3 separate regions of the Mus musculus genome follow, and all the other regions are linked to region 1. A link is a contact called in public Hi-C and promoter capture Hi-C data. All regions are on one chromosome and are shown on one strand. Each heading gives the region's core, a stretch centred on a gene start, on an enhancer-like site or on the middle of the called end of the contact. The rest is flanking DNA. Distances are from core to core; before and after follow the strand shown. Region 1 holds the start of Ttll6 (tubulin tyrosine ligase-like family, member 6). Region 2 holds the start of B4galnt2 (beta-1,4-N-acetyl-galactosaminyl transferase 2). Region 3 overlaps Igf2bp1 (insulin-like growth factor 2 mRNA binding protein 1).

What was found. Promoter capture Hi-C pulls out the DNA fragments that hold promoters and counts their contacts. Hi-C and Micro-C count contacts between places; a contact is called where the count stands out from the background.
Region 2: a promoter capture Hi-C map of neural stem cells shows a contact between it and region 1. The contact joins the promoter of B4galnt2 here to the promoter of Ttll6 in region 1. A contact is called at or near these places in 7 of 39 promoter capture datasets (the 3T3-L1 cell line, cranial neural crest, embryonic stem cells and 4 more), 1 of 484 Hi-C or Micro-C datasets (nephron progenitors), 1 of 115 datasets of contacts at active chromatin or transcription factors (embryonic stem cells) and 3 of 9 other capture datasets (adipose tissue, liver and pancreatic islet).
Region 3: a contact with region 1 is called in a Hi-C map of differentiating embryonic stem cells, with 2.3 times the contacts expected there. The contact joins the enhancer-like site here to the promoter of Ttll6 in region 1. A contact is called at or near these places in 3 of 39 promoter capture datasets (the SN4741 cell line, pre-B cells and second pharyngeal arch cranial neural crest), 5 of 484 Hi-C or Micro-C datasets (the G1E-ER4 cell line, cumulus cells, differentiating embryonic stem cells and 2 more), 1 of 115 datasets of contacts at active chromatin or transcription factors (embryonic stem cells) and 1 of 9 other capture datasets (adipose tissue).

What each region holds. Positions count from the first base shown.
Region 1 is chr11:96,131,727-96,136,888 of GRCm38.p6, forward strand. Ttll6 (tubulin tyrosine ligase-like family, member 6) reads left to right here and starts at 2,060. Exons shown (of 15, transcript NM_172799.4): 1 at 2,060-2,235; 2 at 3,145-3,182; 3 at 3,759-3,877; 4 at 3,999-4,129. The coding sequence starts at 2,060. Gm30084 (a long non-coding RNA gene) reads right to left here. Exons shown (of 3, transcript XR_003949601.1): 3 at 4,631-4,791.
Region 2 is chr11:95,912,284-95,917,445 of GRCm38.p6, forward strand. B4galnt2 (beta-1,4-N-acetyl-galactosaminyl transferase 2) reads right to left here and starts at 2,588. Exons shown (of 11, transcript NM_008081.3): 1 at 2,537-2,588. The coding sequence starts at 2,547.
Region 3 is chr11:95,957,256-95,962,417 of GRCm38.p6, forward strand. It overlaps Igf2bp1 (insulin-like growth factor 2 mRNA binding protein 1), which reads right to left. Exons shown (of 15, transcript NM_009951.4): 15 at 1-5,162. Among named protein-coding and RNA genes, the nearest start is that of Mir3063, 3.5 kb to the right of the region's middle. Within about 2 kb of position 2,111, at least 8 of the 459 cell types and tissues checked have an H3K27ac peak or open chromatin away from gene starts, as enhancers often do. A contact at or near this core is called in differentiating embryonic stem cells and embryonic stem cells, where this site is marked.

The sequences.
Region 1 (5,162 bases), core at 810-3,309:
TGAAAGGGGATTTTTTTGTTTTTCTTCTTTTGGTTTTTTTGAGACAGGGTTTCTCTGTGTAGCCCTGGCTGTCCTGGAACTTACTCTGTAGACCAGGCTGGCCTCGAACTCAGAAATCCGCCTGCCTCTGCCTCCGAGTGTTGGGATTAAAGGCGTGTGCCACCACTGCCCGGCTTTGTTTTTCTTCTTTAGGAGACGGACTCTTACTAGGCTCAAGGAACTCCTGCCTCAGCCTCCCCACTAGCCAGATTCTAGCTACAATCCCCATTCCCCCATCCCCCGTCCCCGTCCCCTCACCCCCCCATCCCCAGCTTGAAAATATGTTTTAGGATGTTTAGAGACTATTAGAAATGGAAGCAACTTATATGACCAGCAATAAGGCAAGGGTTGGTTCTATGGAATGTTTCCTAGCCATTAAAAACCAGGAACCAGCTGGCCATTGATGTGGCTCAGTAGGTAAGTGTGTTTCACAACAAGCCTGACTACCTACCTGAGGTTGATCCCAGAACCCACATAATAGGGGAACCAACCCCCACAGGTTTGTTGTCCGCTAACACACACACACACACACACACACACACACAGACAGAGAGAACAAAAATATACCTAGGGACATGCAAACGCGCCTTTATGATATATTATGTGGGCAGAAAGAAGGTGCCAAGATGGTTAAAATGATGTCAGAATAATTACAATTAGAATTTAAGAATTCACAGCCAAGGCAAAGATGCTTTGGTAGAGTAGGTGAGCCACAGGTGATGTCTGCCCTCCCAGCTTTAAGGCCTCCTTTATTTAACATGATTTCAGCAATAAACTGAAAGATAAAGATATTCATTTTTAAAAGCTTTGATCCAAAGGATGTGTATGAGCAGGGCAGGCAAGTAGATGGCAAAAGGCCTGTGGACACTAAAGGAGAGAGAGAGGCTGGCATGTGGGCACTAAAGGAGAGAGGCCTGTGGGCACTAAAGGAGAGAGAGGCTGGAGTGTGGGCATTAAAGGCGTGGAGGTTGGTGGGGAGGAGAAGGGAGGAGGTGGGAGCCTTGTGAAATGGGCCTTATGGCCATATGAGCCTTGGTGTGAGGGCTGTGATCTGAACGGGGCCAGGAAAATCTGGGTTAGGCAGAGGCAGAGGCAGAGGCTGAGGCAGAGGCAGAGGCAGAGGCAGAGGCAGAGGCAGAGGCAGAGAGGCAGAGGCAGATGGGGCAGAGGCAGAGGCAGAGAGGCAGAGAGGCAGAGGCAGAGGCAGAGGCAGAGGCAGAGAGGCAGAGGCAGAGAGGAAGAGGCAGAGGCAGAGAGGCAGAGGCAGAGGCAGAGACTGTACTCCTAAAGAACTGTGAAGGCAGAACGCTGTGTGTGTGTGTGTGTGTGTGTGTGTGTGTGTGTGTGTGGTGTGACAGAGAGAGAGAGAGAGAGAAAGAGAGAGAGAGAGAGAGAGAGAGAGAGAATGAGAGAGAGAGAGAGAGAGAGATCTCAGCAGTTAAGAGTACTAGTTTTCCAGAAGCTCTTAGTTCCATTCTCAGTATTGTTGGGAACGGACATCTGTTGATTCACAGCCGCCTGTGCATCTTATTCGTGCCTGCATCTTGCCTTGTGGGAAGTCGAATGCAGCACTGTAAGGGTTAACAGAACTCAGCCCACCTCCACTGCCCCCTCGGGACTCAGTCCCTCAGATAGAAAGGCTTGAAGCTGAGTTCTGAGGCTGTCTCCAGGCGCACTCTGACTTTAATAATAAGATTGTTTACCAGGTGGTACAGCGCATAGCAGCAGCTCGGCCTCTTTCAGAAAACCCCAGATGGCCAAAACCAAAGCTAGGGTTGGCTAGGTGAGTCCCCAAGGTCAGAGTCTTTGCCAAAGGTGGAACTAGCTCTCTCCCTGAGCGTGCACCAAGCGCGCATTTGGAGCGGGGAGCATTTTTTATAAACTACAACCAGTTGTTTGGGAACGGACATGAGCAAGGGAGGAGCGCCCCCTTCAGGTGGACCCACACAACTGCTGATCGCTCTGCCTTCTCTCCAGGGAGGACTGATGTTTCCCCAGAGCCTCCTCCAGGGCTAGGAAGATGCTACAGTGCCTGACTTCGGAAAGTGAGGAAGGGGCTGAAGAGAGGGAGGAGAGTTCCACAGAAGATCTGGAGGAGCTAAAAGAATTTGTCACCCTGGCTTTTGTGAGAGAGAACACACAAAAGAGGCTCCAGAACGCACAGCAGCATGGTAAGAAAAAGAGGAAGAAAAAAAGGTTAGTATTGAAAAACGAGGAGTTTCGGGGCGTGTGTGTGTGTGTGTGTGTGTGTGTGTGTGTGTGTGTGTGTGGTGTCGGTGTTGATAAGAGCAGGAAGGGCCCAAGGGAAGAAGGTCTTGGCTGATGAGAGGAAAAGGGGACACAGGGCTTGTCTCCTCTGGCTCACACCAATTTCAGTGTTCTGTTTTATGGCATCCCATAATAGTGTGCATAACCTCGAATCACACCTTGTACTTTTCCTTCTATTTGTGTTTGCAATGCCTTTTAAAGACTGGGTGGAGAGGGAGCTCCTTGCTGAAGGAGCAAGGAAAAAATTTCCCTTCCTAAGCGCAAGCTCCCGTGTGTCCTGGGAATTTCACATACTTGCAGTGTAACAGGACCACAGTGACTTGCCAGCCCCGGCGGCTGGCAGCTGCAGCTTGCGCATTCCGTTTCTGGGTTAATACTCTGCTTTGCCTTGTAAGAGAGTATTGTCTATCTTCTAAATGGCTTCCCTTAGTGGAAAGGGGGAGACAATATTTTAGTAAAAAATATGTGCCTTTTAAAATTTCTCAAACAAGCAAACAAACCCCAAAATAAATAAATAAAATAAAATTTCTGTCCCCAATGGGCTGATGGTGTAAAAGTACAGGGACCACTGGGAGTGTAGCCTAGTGTCTAGTGCCTCACTTTCAGGCAGGAGGCCCTGGGTTCAAGTCCCATCACTGACAAAATTAAAAAGGGGGTTGAGGCAATGGTGTTAACACAAAATCGCAAGCAAAGGCAATTGTAACACATGGAGTAACGGAACTGTGAGGTGCATGGCTTGGTGTGGCCACTGGGACACATGTGTCTGGCCCCAGCCCTGTGTTCTGGCCTGGGTATCTGTCTGTGTCTTGCTGTCTGCCCTTTTCTCTTTTCCAGATGATTGGTGATCAATCTATCTAACTGCCGGTATGACAGCGGTAAGTATCTCTGTTCAAGGGGTCTGTGATGGAGACTGAAGGGTGGGGAAGGGGCCAGTCCTGGGCATGCCCGAGGGTGATAAACAGGGTCTCAGAATGCTTGGAAGTCTCCTGAAAATCACAGGGGCATTGTGCACAGCCCATAGTCTTGCGTATTTACGTACATGTTTGTTGACAGGGCTTCACTGTGTAGCTCAGGCTAGCTCAAGACTCAACTATGTCAAATGCTGCCCACCCCCAGACCCCCACCTGCCTCTGTACTAGTTTATCTCACTGATTAAGCCTGGTTATGGTTAAGGATTAGTTTGCATCCAGGGTTTAATGTTTGGAGACAAGCTAGAGGACTCTTTCCTGGGAAAGGGAAGCCAGGGTGAGTCTAACACTCACCCCATGTAGCCTCAGATGTACCCTTCAATAACACTATTCCCCACACTCTTTGCTCCATCTACAAAGACATTCCAGTCCCAAGGAGCCAGCTCTCTAATTTCAATATGTGAGAAAGGGACCTCCCAGCACAGAGCTCTTTCCTGCTTCTGTCCCTTGCCAGACTTTTTTTTTTCTTCAACTCCTTCACAGTGCGCAGGGCCGCCCAGCAATATGGCCTTCGAGAGGCGGGTGACAATGATGACTGGACTCTCTATTGGACCGACTACTCAGTGTCACTGGAGCGAGTGATGGAAATGAAGAGCTACCAGGTACGTCCCTCCCTGGACCTGTGGCATCTGGCCAGTGGCAGCCCCGTTTGTCTCGCTGGCTCCCCTAGCCCTGCTTTGAATCTCAGCCGGAATCGCTTATGAATTCCGTCTCCCTTTGCAGAAAATCAATCATTTTCCTGGGATGAGTGAGATCTGCCGCAAGGACTTGCTGGCCCGGAATATGAGCCGCATGCTAAAGCTGTTTCCTAAGGATTTCCACTTCTTCCCCAGGACTTGGTGTCTTCCTGCCGAGTGAGTGACCACTACGCCCGCCCCTTTGCCAACTCCCATTGCTATTTTTTCCCTCTTGCCCTGATTTCTCAGCTGCCACAACCCCTTGGCATATGGCCCTCTGTATTTCCCCTTACTGTTCAGGAAGAAAAAAGGCTAAGGGTGTGTCCAAGGTTGAGAAAACACAGGCCCTACCTATAAAATGAGCTGTCAATTAGGTAGGGGCCGGGCGCCTTGGAGGTTGGACCCACAGTTAGGATGAAAGTTTGCTCTGCTCCCCGAAAGCTGCCGAGTTTGAACTTGTTCCAACCGCCTGCCTGTGTAGTTACTGAAATGCTCAGGAGAGAACAAGGTAGTGGTTGGCACCCAGAGACAGAACAGGAAAGGCTGCCTAGCCTGCCCCATTCAATGCCATGGACAGCAGCCGACCCTCTCTTTCAAAAGTAGACATCCACTCCCAATGTGTGCAGTTCTCCAGATCCTGCCCCGAGTTGCAAGGAAAACACAGAGATGACATGCACGTGACCAGAGGGTACGATGAGAGCATGTTAAGGGTGGTGACAGGGAAGCGTCACCTCAGAATCGTATTCAAATGGACTGAGAGAGGAGTTAGCAGCTAAGACCGATGGCTGCTCTTGCAGACGATCCAGGCCTGGTTCCCAGCATGGCACATACATCTAGACCTAAAAAAAAAAAAAGTAAAAAGAATTTTTACTGGCTGTCCTGGAACTCACCCTGTAGACCAGGCTGGCCTCGAACTCAGAAATCCGCCTGCCTCTGCCTCCAGAGTGCTAGGATTAAAGGCGTATGCCACCACACCCAGCTAAGAAAAAAAATTTTTAAAGAATTAATTATATTCACACTGCAAAGAATTCCATTCTCTCTTCTCCAAGTCTTCCCCAAACCAAGAGCCTGGAGCATGCAGACTCCTTATAATGTGTCTGCAACAATCTTCAGGGCTGGCATGAACTTCAAAGGAAGTGCGTGTAAACTGGGTGGTGCTGGTGCAGGCCTTCCTTTAATTCCAGTGCTGGAGAGGCAGAGGCAGGCACAG
Region 2 (5,162 bases), core at 1,338-3,837, 220 kb before region 1:
GAATGTAACGTTGGAATGAAAGCCTTTGCCCAGGACATCTGTTTCGATGCCGGTCGGTGCCAAATACACCACAGTTACCATTTCTCCAAGAAGTTGGGACTTTTGTGTTTCCAGAACCTAGTAAGATACCCAGCACTTATACAGAGAAACCCTGTCTCGAAAAAACAAAACAAAACAAACAAACAAACAAAAAAACCCCAACAACAACAACAACAAAAAGATACCCAGCACTTATACAGAGACCCTGTCTCGAAACCCCCCCCAAAACCCAACAACAACAACAACAAAAAAGATACCCAGCACTTATACAGAGAAACCCTGTCTCAAAAAAAAAAAAAAAAAAAAAACAACAACAACAACAACAAAAAAAGATACCCAGCACTTATATAGAGAAACCCTGTCTCGAAACCCCCCCTAAAACAAAAAACAAAACAAAACAAAAAAAGCTAACAACAACAAAAAAGATACCCAGCACATAGTAGGGACTATCCAGTAGCTAGCTCTTTTTTTTTAAGTGAGTGTGTGAAAATGAGAAAGGGGGTGGGGGGTGGGGGGAGGAGAGAGAGAAAGTTCTTCAACACTGGTTAAATAAAATTCTAGTAAACAATTGCTACAATCCAATCAGCTCCTTCCAGCATGGTTCTCAGACAACCTTCTCCCTCCATTTCCCCCACTGTAAAGTGGAGATACGTGCAGTATATTCTTCATAGGAACTGTTAGGAGAGCTGCTGGGAGAATCCAGAACACAGCCGCTCCACCCTGAATCAGTGCTGCATAGGAATGAGTGCATCTCTCCATCCTGGCCCCCCTCTTCCTTCATCAGGCTTTTCAGTCCACTTTACAGAGACATAATCCTGGAGCCCTCTCCTAGGTGCTCCTGGCGTATAAAATGAATTGAACGTTTTTTTCCACCTTTGGAGCCAAGGTCTCATGTAGCCCAGGCTGGCTTCAAACTCACAATGTAGCAAAAGATGACCTTGAAGAGTGGACAGACATGAGCCATCACACTGGCTTTTGAAATGAGTGGAATAATTAATATATAGTCAGTTTTGTTTAGAGGACACTAATCTCTTCTTGGGTTTTTGTTTTATTTGGGGAAGTGTTTGGCTTTGTTTGTTTGTTTGGTTGGTTTTGTGTGGGTTTTGTTTGTTTATTTGTTTGTTTGTTTTTGAGGGAAACTGTCCCATTTCAGAAATAGAAAGTCAGAAGTTGGAAGAGATGTTTCCCCAAGGCCACACTGGCCAGCACTGTATAGTCAAAACAGGAAAATAGCAGACTTCAGAGATGAAAATCGTAGATCTAAGGGTACAATTCTAGCTCTTTATAAGTGAAGGAAAAACAAAGTCTGGCCCAAAATGTGCCAGCCTTGTGTTCATTAGCATCATTCAAGTTGACTGAGTCTATGAAACAGAAGTCCCAGCTCCTATCTCCTCCCACATGCAGGAAGCAGGAAGCTAGAAAGAATATTGAAGGACTCTGGGATTCCTGAAGCCCTTCCTTAGCAATGCACAGCAGACTCCCAATATCTGCCTTCCTCCACTCTCTCCCTAAATCCTTTGTGGAACAAATGTGTGCTTTAAAAACAAACAAACAACCCCCCCCCCCCCAAACCTGGTCCTGGTGCAGAGTCTGCAAACCGTATACCACTGAGGAACTTCCTCAGCCCCTTTGAAAGTTTTGAGATCAGATCGGATGTCCATCTGGCCTCAGAATTGTGGCCCTCTGCCTTCCAGGTAGTTTAGTAGTAGTGACTGGCCTCTGAGTGTCAGGCAAGCACTTCACCATCAGAGCTACATGCCCCTCCCTTTAACTGCATTTGCTTTTGAAAAAAGAGAGAGAAAGAGAGAGAGAGAGAGAGAGAGAGAGAGAGAGAGAGAGAGAGAGAGAGAGAGAGAAACTTTGAGGAGGTGTGTGTAACACACCAAAATGATTTCTAACTCACACAACTCGTTTCTGATCCTTCTGAGTGTTTTGTAAAACTTAATCGAACACGCCTAAGTTCAGCCTCTTCAGCGTTCCACGGTGTTGTGCGGTGCATTGAGGTACAGCTGAGCCTCTTACTCCTGATGCAACCTTCTGAAACCCATTGGCTCTGTGAGGGCTGCTATAAAACTCTCTGGAAAGGACTCAGGGATCCAGGCTCTTACACTTGCCTAAACCCACATCCTACAGCTGGGTACCAGACTCAGTCAGGTAGGCGCCTGATCCCCGTTCAGCGCACCCGGCACCCCCAAGACACGACCCCACGCTCGGACTTGCCCCCCACCCCCTGGAGATCAACCTCCAAGTCGGATTTTCCCATGGGAAAACCGGTTCCGGGTTTGAGCCGGCGCAGCGTCTGAGACGGGAGAGAGGAGCGGGATGTCTAGCCAGGAAGGCACGCACTGTGCCGGGAGATCCTTGTCACCCACGCGAAGACTCCCCGGGCTCCACCAGCCGGCTGCCTGCTGTCTGAGCACTGCTGGCTGCCGCCGTTACACCTGTTCCTCCCCAACTCCGCGTGCCCACGTTCCTCCGGCCCAGGGACACTCACTACCTGGAAGTCATCGCAGCTCGCTCCAGCCACTTCTGCAGACTGCCTACCGCAGGTCTGGACGCGAGCAGGAATGAGCTGCGAGTCCCAGGGACCGCGCCCGCCTACCTCGCACAACCCCCGCCCAGGCGCTGGACCTTGCCTCGCGTCCAGGATGTGTTCCAACGGTTTTGACACTATTTAAGTTGGTCCACTGTGGCTGTGCGGCGCCAGGAGCCTATGTCCCGGTACATGATCCCTCCGGTGACCAACGCCCAGGCTTTTCCTACTAGAAGAGTTACAGTCAGGTTCTAACGCTTTATTTACTTGTATAAACTATAACAGCCCCGACGACAGTTCTGTGGCTTGATTTTCAGGTGAAGAAATCTAGGCAAGTTGGGGATAATCAGACAGTAAGCAGCGTCTCAACCCACTTTGGTGTATTTTATGTCCTTTGGGTTCGGGGCTAAAAATGCAAGCCATCTCTGCTCACCCCCATTTCTTTGGTGGGCAGGTCTTTTAGAGGGAGATAGAGAGGATTCAGGGTTTTACCCAAACTTCAGGATGAACTAGGTGAAGCTGGAGAAAGTACGATCCCGTGCCACCGCTTTCCTCATCCGGGCAAATGGCTTTCCGCTCTATCTGCTCTCGCTCCAGAGCGGTCCTCCGGGCTTCAAGGCGTGTCCTAGCACGGCCTGGATAACCTGGGCGCTCGCTGCAACCTGCAACCCGCAACCCGGCCCCTGCGCTTCTTTCCAAATTAATTCTCTTTCTCAGCCTCCCCGGGTCATCAAGCTTTTCTGTCCACCCTAGAAAGAAACACAGTTTCGTAGTCCACTCCTAGCTCTCCCTATCATCTCGGGCCCTTCTACAGCTCAAATTTCAGTTCCCTCAAATTCAGCCTTTGTCCTTACCTTTCCCCTAACACTCTACCGCAAATTGTCGTGACAGGAAAACAAAGCCGCATCCGTAGCCCAATCTCTCTTACAATGACCTATCGGACCACATAATGCCTTTTTGCTTGGACGTAGGAAAAAAGCGAATTTCACTCGAAATCGTTCCGCATTTGTGTTTGTGAAACCCTTTTCGAAAGGTGTTGGGGGTGGTTTTCGGGGGGGGGGGGCTCTTCTCCGTTGAGACGAGAATGGGATCCTACTGTTGTTCTGATCCTGCCAAACTGCGTGCATGCGGCTAGTTTCAGGTATGCAGAGGACGGTGTGCAATCGTCTGCTTACACATAGTATACCTTGCCGTGTCCCAGAAAGGAAGTACGGCTAAAAACAAAGTAATCCTAAATATCCAACCGGGTAAGAAAGATATAGTCACTGAGGCAGGAGGATCAGAATCCAGGGTCACCCTTAGTTACACACCAGTTAGATGAATATATAACTCGTAGAATGCAGCGTGGGGGAGGGAGGATCTTTGCCCGCTGTACACCTGACAGGATTGCCATAGAATATACAAGAAACTCAAAAGAAAGAATAAAGCCATTTTTTCCAACTCCATCATAAGTCTGATCTCCCTCTTTTCTTTTCTTTTCTTTTCTTTTCTTTTCTTTCCTTTCCTTTCCTTTTCTTTTCTTTTCTTTCTTTCTTTTTTTTCTTTCTTTTTTTGTTTTTTGTTTTTTGCTTTTTTTTTGAGGTGGGGATGGAAAGGGGGTTGAGAATGAAGTAGAAGCAGAAAAAGAGATAAAGAGAGACAGAGAAAGAGGCGGGGGAGGGGGTAAACACTCGGAGAGAGGGCTGGGGAGAGAGAAGCAGAAGCCAGACGGGCTGGTGGGCGTCAGAGAGCCCCTTTTCTTTTCATGGTGGATATGAATTCAGCTTTCTGGGTAGTGATATGGCGCCTGTCAGGTCAGGACAAGACTATTTGTGGTATTTAGTAGTATGCCAAAGTGGATGCTGACCTGCATGCAGACTTCCTCAGTTTCACAACTGCCTGTGGCTGCTTTTCCCACCCCACTCCCTACCCTAACTGTTCCCAGCCCATGCTGGTCCCTTCCTCACTTTCTCCTTCCCTTAAAACCCTTCCATTTCAGCTGCGTGCTCGCTCTTTCTTTTCTTTCTTTCTTTCTTTCTTTCTTTCTTTCTTTCTTTCTTTCTTTCTTTCTTTCTGTCTTTCTGTCTGTCTTTCTTTCTCTCTCTCTCTTTCTCTCTCTCTTTCTCTCTCTCTTTCTTTCTTTCTTTCTTTCTTTCTTTCTTTCTTTCTTTCTTTCTTTCTTTCTTTCTTGTTTTCCTAGACAGGTCAGCTGTGCACTCTTGATTGCTCTCCTTTGTCTTCTCCTCTCCGTCCCCTCTCTTCTGCTCCTCTCCGAGGGTTGCTTCCCTCCCTGCCTTCCCATGGCCAAGTTCAGTCTGCTAGCCACATTCAATCGACTAAACTACTTAGTCTCTATGCTCTAGACTCTTCCAGATGCCTCTGACTGTAGTCTCCCTCACATCTACAATAGAAACCATGCCCTCAACCATACCTTGGGGTGGCCACGCCCTCACTTTATACATCCGATGCTGAAACCTCTCAGTGGGGCATAAATAAACCCCTTTTCAAGGGGCCTGGCTTCCTAACTGAACCAAGCTGCTGACTTTATTTCAGTAAGGTGTATATGGACCTATGGTTCATTTGTTTCTGCTGGCTTCTGTCACCCACCATA
Region 3 (5,162 bases), core at 861-3,360, 170 kb before region 1:
GGAGTGTTCGTTCATCCATTCAATAAACAAACTAGCCAAGTCCGAGCCCGCTGCCCCTCCCCCAGCTTCAAGAACAGAGAAGGGAGGGAGGAAGGCACAATCAAATTCAGGGTCAGGATGGCCGGCAGAGTTCTGGTAAAATACAATCCCAAAGTTATCGCAATTACAGAGTCTAACAGTCACAAGCAGCAGCCCCCCAATGCCTCCCAGACATCCACTCAGAAAAATAAAGCCCTCCCCGGAAGCCGTGTCCTCGGACTGCCTATCAACCCATTCTGCCAGAGTGGGCTCTTCTCATTCAACTCTGGTTTCGGAGAACAGAATCACGATTTCTGAAGAGAAGGGAGACTCCAAATGGTGGTAAAAGGTATTTATTCATCATGCAAATTTATAATCTGCTTAAATTCATTTCCAATGAGCTTATAAGCAGTGGTTCACATAAAACTGTGGTCACATGAGGTTCCCTAACGAGTCCAGAAGCACCCCTGCCCAGTGCTCCTGTTTGAGATGTCCAGGTCACCTGGCCAGAGCTGTGACAGGAAGCACAGGTGAGTCTCACTGGCACTCCTTGGGGTGGGGATGTGACCAGACAAGGAGATCACTGGGAAAGCCGTATCATTACGTGACATGTGACAACTGCCAAAGAGGAAACCATATGTATGGGGGAAAAGAGTGTAGGAAATTAATCCCATGGTTACTGGAAATTGTCTCCCTCCCTTAAAAGAAAAAAAAATTTTTTTTGGTTTTTATTTTTTTTTTTTTTAAGATTTTTTGGAAAGTATTTTTAAGGTAATAGTTTTTCCTTTGGAAAAAGAAATCTTTCCCCCGCCTAACCTAAGCAAGTGGAGTTGCCACTACCTAAATTTCTCTATATTGTTTTGCTAAGAGGTAGATTAAAACCAAAAGTGAAACAGGCTTCTATAAGGAGGTCATTTAGGGGTGGGGAGGGCTAGGGCACCTGGCGGTGGTCAACTACAAAGGTGGCCTGAGCGAGCCTGGTAGACTGGACCAGGCCCCAGGGCAGAAGGATCCTGCTCTATCTCAGAGCGCGCCCCCTCCCCCCATACACACACACACCTCCCGAGGGGACTCAGTGGAGGCAGAGGATCTTGAAGAAACCCTGTTGAAGAGGCCCCGGTTCCCAAGTTAGGAGCTGACTAGGGGATTCCAGGCCGGACCCAGAACCACCCTCCATCCAGCTCTCTAGGGAAGGAGCCCATTCCTTTCCTCACATCAAGCTTAAGCTTAAGCTCTGAGAGAGAGGGGGAGGAGCTGGAGTGAAGGGATGAGAGAGTGGGGGAGGAGAGCAGAAAAGGGGATGGGGTGGGGGGGAGGGGACACGAGATGACGGAACCCTGCCAACCCGACCAATGTGAGTGGGGACCCGGGCAAGCCTGCCCGATCCCCATGACAAACCTAGTGTGGCATAAGCCAAAACTCTCTCCTGGCTGGGATTCATCCCCGAGGCATGAGTCCCTGCCCTCATCTCCAATCTTACTGTGAGGACTGAGGTAGTTCATCCATTTATACTCGTAGTATTCATCATCTGTGATTATGAAAAACACACGCTCCAGGAGCATCCTGCTATTTAAGAAAAACAAATTCTCTTCTTTTGTCAGTCCATAGTCACCCATTTGAGGGCATCCGTAATGATACCACATCAGGCCGTGCAGGGTTGAGGCTTTGGCCTAGCCTCTAGACCATGAAGCATGTGGCCTGTCCCGGATCTTGAACCCTCACTGAGATGTATCCAAAGGAAAGAAACACCATGTTTCAGCTGGTATTACTCTATGTATGTCTGAATACAAGAACAACATTCTGCACCTAAACCATTGAGTATCTGGAAGGAAAATGGCTTTTACATCCCCTGGCATTGATGAGGGGGTCTCTTCCTGCAATGTCCTGCCAAGCTGGTCTCCTTCTATTGGTTTTCAACAAACAGGCAAAAACAGTTGTGTGGTCTGAATGGCAAAGCCACTAGGATCTCCCCCAGGAGCACTTAGGACAAGGAAAGGCGACCTCGTCCCGAGAGAGGGGGAGAAGAGTTGCCTAAATCGACAGCTCCTCCTGGGGCTCAGTTAGGCTTGGCGCCCTCTGGGGCTGAGGTAGTTAATAGCACTGCTGGTTCCCAGTTTGGCAGAGGGTGTCTGGGAAGGGAGGAGGGGAAGGCACCCTTGAGAGCTAACTGAGGCCCCTCCTCACTGCCAGTCTGCCAGGCCTGAAGGGAACTCCACGGTGCCATCTCTGCAGTGGGGACAGGGGAGGAGAGCAGTCCCACAGGGAGCCCAAGAGTCCCTCCTTCCCCAAAGTGCAACAGGACCCCCTTTTCCCTGCTCCCTAGCCCTGGGCAAGCACCACACCCCAATCCCCCAGGAACTTAACAAGAGTGGTGCTTGTCTTTAGTGTAGTCTCCAGGACCCTCCCCCTCACAGACAGGCCTAGGAGATGTAGAAAGATGGCCGGCCACTGCTTTGTCTTAGAAACAGCCTCTCAGCCTCTGTCTGTCTGTCTGTCTTTGGCACAAAGGAAAACGGACATACAGAACCAACTGGAACATCCTGTCCCAGCATCCTCGGGGTTTTGACATGGTGTCTCCAGCCAATAGCGAGGCAGGAGTTTTCCCCAAAAGCGGAGAGTTTAGGGAAATGAAAGACAGAAAGGACCGGAAAGAGTCAAAGGCCACACGACTTCCCTCGTACCTAGACCTCCTTCCAGCAACTAAGTCCACAAACTGCAAAAGGCAACCAGACCCCAGAGGGGGTTAAAGCCACTGCGGTGTAAGCGGCAGATGCAGCTTCAAAGTCAGTCAGTGAGTCAAACCATTTGGCTTTTTATGTGTTTCCAAGAATTTAAAAAATAGACCCAAGAGATGATCCTTTCATTCATAAAACTACGTGTGTAGTGCACACACACACACCTCTATACATAGACCTCTGAGCACAGAAGCAGTTTCTTCTAAAGGTTGCTTTTCTCAACTGTCCAAATATCCCAAGTGCTTTTTGTAATAATTTGCCATCTTACCTAGGACAGGGTTTGGAAAAAAAAAAAAAAAGAGGTGACAAGCAGGGTAAGGAGCTGCCCTAAGATCTGGCCTTTGAGTCACCAGACAACCCAAATAAGCCAGGCTCTCCCTTCCTGCTGACCTCTGCCCCTAGTCCATATTCTTACTTTCATTAGGAAGCCAACTTTCACAATCTTGCTGCTGGGCAAATCCAGCCATGAGTGGAACCTTGCCTAGTCCATGTAAGTTTTCAGGTCCCTTGTCACACATGTTCTGATCTCTTCTGGGAGCTCAATCAGCTAAAGGGAAGGACTTGGACTTAAGGTGTGAAGGGGGCAGGTCCCCAAGGAACAGACGCTCCAGCAATCTCATTCCAGGTACTATGGGATCCCCCCATGGTCACTTGAACCAGGTATCAAAGCATGCTTGCTGCAAGAAATCCACTTGAAATCACTAAATGGCCGATGTCTGAACATTGTCTGCTTTGAATGGGAACAAAGCACATAGAGCCAGGTGGGAAGCTTAATTCTACTGGCCTGTTACATCCTAAAGACTGTTTCTCTCTTTGGACTAAATGGTCTGGAGCCTATGAGAGACCGTGGCTGTGATGGGGACCAAGTGGTAAGACCCTGTCCCAACCACACTCAGCATTTCCTCTTCCTCCTCTTGGCTACCCACCACTCTAAAACCAAGAATGCCCTAACAGGTCCACTTTTAGAATGAAGCAGATCAACCTAAGGAGGCAGGGAGACGGGGAGGGCAGTTATGGAGGGTCCGCTGGCCTTGTGGTCTATGCAGAATGACACAGACAAGAACAAGGTGGGGTGGGAATGAAACAATAACCAAAAAATCATCAGGAAAAGCACTGTAATGACAAACCAGGTGGCCCGATGGGAACAGAGTGGCCTTGTCTTTCCCATAAACGGAGTCTTGGCTCCCATATTTTTAAAGAAATACAGGTTTCTTTTAAAACAGTATTATTTTTTAGTTATTATTTCTTTCCTCGATAAAACGGAGGCAATATCATAAAATAACAGCACCGCTGGTGGGAAGAGCCGGCTAAGGTACTGTCTCACCAGAGGGGAGGAGGGGTGCCCACAGTTTGACCCCCAAGGGCTAAAGCTCTGCTAGATCTTAAATCCTACTTCAAGGTCAGAGTCTAGAACCCAGGGAGGACCTGGGCTCCTTGGAGTTTTCCACTTCACCATGGCCTCCTCCCCTGGATCCAGGCCCCAACCCCCACCTTTCCCCCACAGGGCCTTTTCTCCACAGAGCCCCAAAAGAGTTACTGGCTCATGTTTTAAGAAATTATGAAACATAACTTTCTCATTTTTTCTTTTCATTAAAAAAATAAAATATTCAAGACTATCAGCTTCTCTTTTGCTTCGCTTTTCTTTTTTTTTATATAAAATATCAGCAAGCCGCAAAAAAAAAAAAAAAAAAATTAAAAAAAAGAAAGAAAATTAAAAACCAGGATTTAGGGAACAAAAGGAAAACCATTGCTGAGGTAACTTCACACCTTGAGGTAGTTTACTTCGCACAGCACTGCCTGACTCCGCCCACACGTCACGGTAGCTTTGTCACTGTTGTCCTTGCAATATCAGGAAGCGGGGACCCCGAGCACAGGCAGAGAGGCCTTCCTTTCTTCCCAGCACACTTGACAGCATTGTCCAGGGTAGCTAAAGTGCATCACCTGGCTAATATGCATTACAGTCAGTACAGGATCGGGAGGGAGGCTGAGCCTCACTTAACTGATGGCCGCTGCCCTCCACAAGGGTTAACTTCCAACAGGATCTCAGTGAGCCTGGTAAATTAATAAATTAAGTGTGCTCACCCCTCTGTGCATAATGCGGCTGGTACTCTGGTTTGTTTTCAGGCACACCTTTCATAATAACAATGACATTCACGGAGGCATAAGCAGTCAGTTAAATACTCCTCTAGATAAAAACAGAAGCGACATTCTCCAATTTACTAAGTTTGCCAGATGATGGACTAAATTTTAAGCTTTATCAGGAGCTCAGGGTTGGGTTGTAGTCCGACCACCACAAGGGAACAGTGCCGTGGTGGGGACACACACACCGCAACAGCTGCCTCAGCCCTTGTCAAAGCACGCGGGTGGAGCGAGAGCACCTTTGGGCCACTCAACTCCTCCACAGAACCG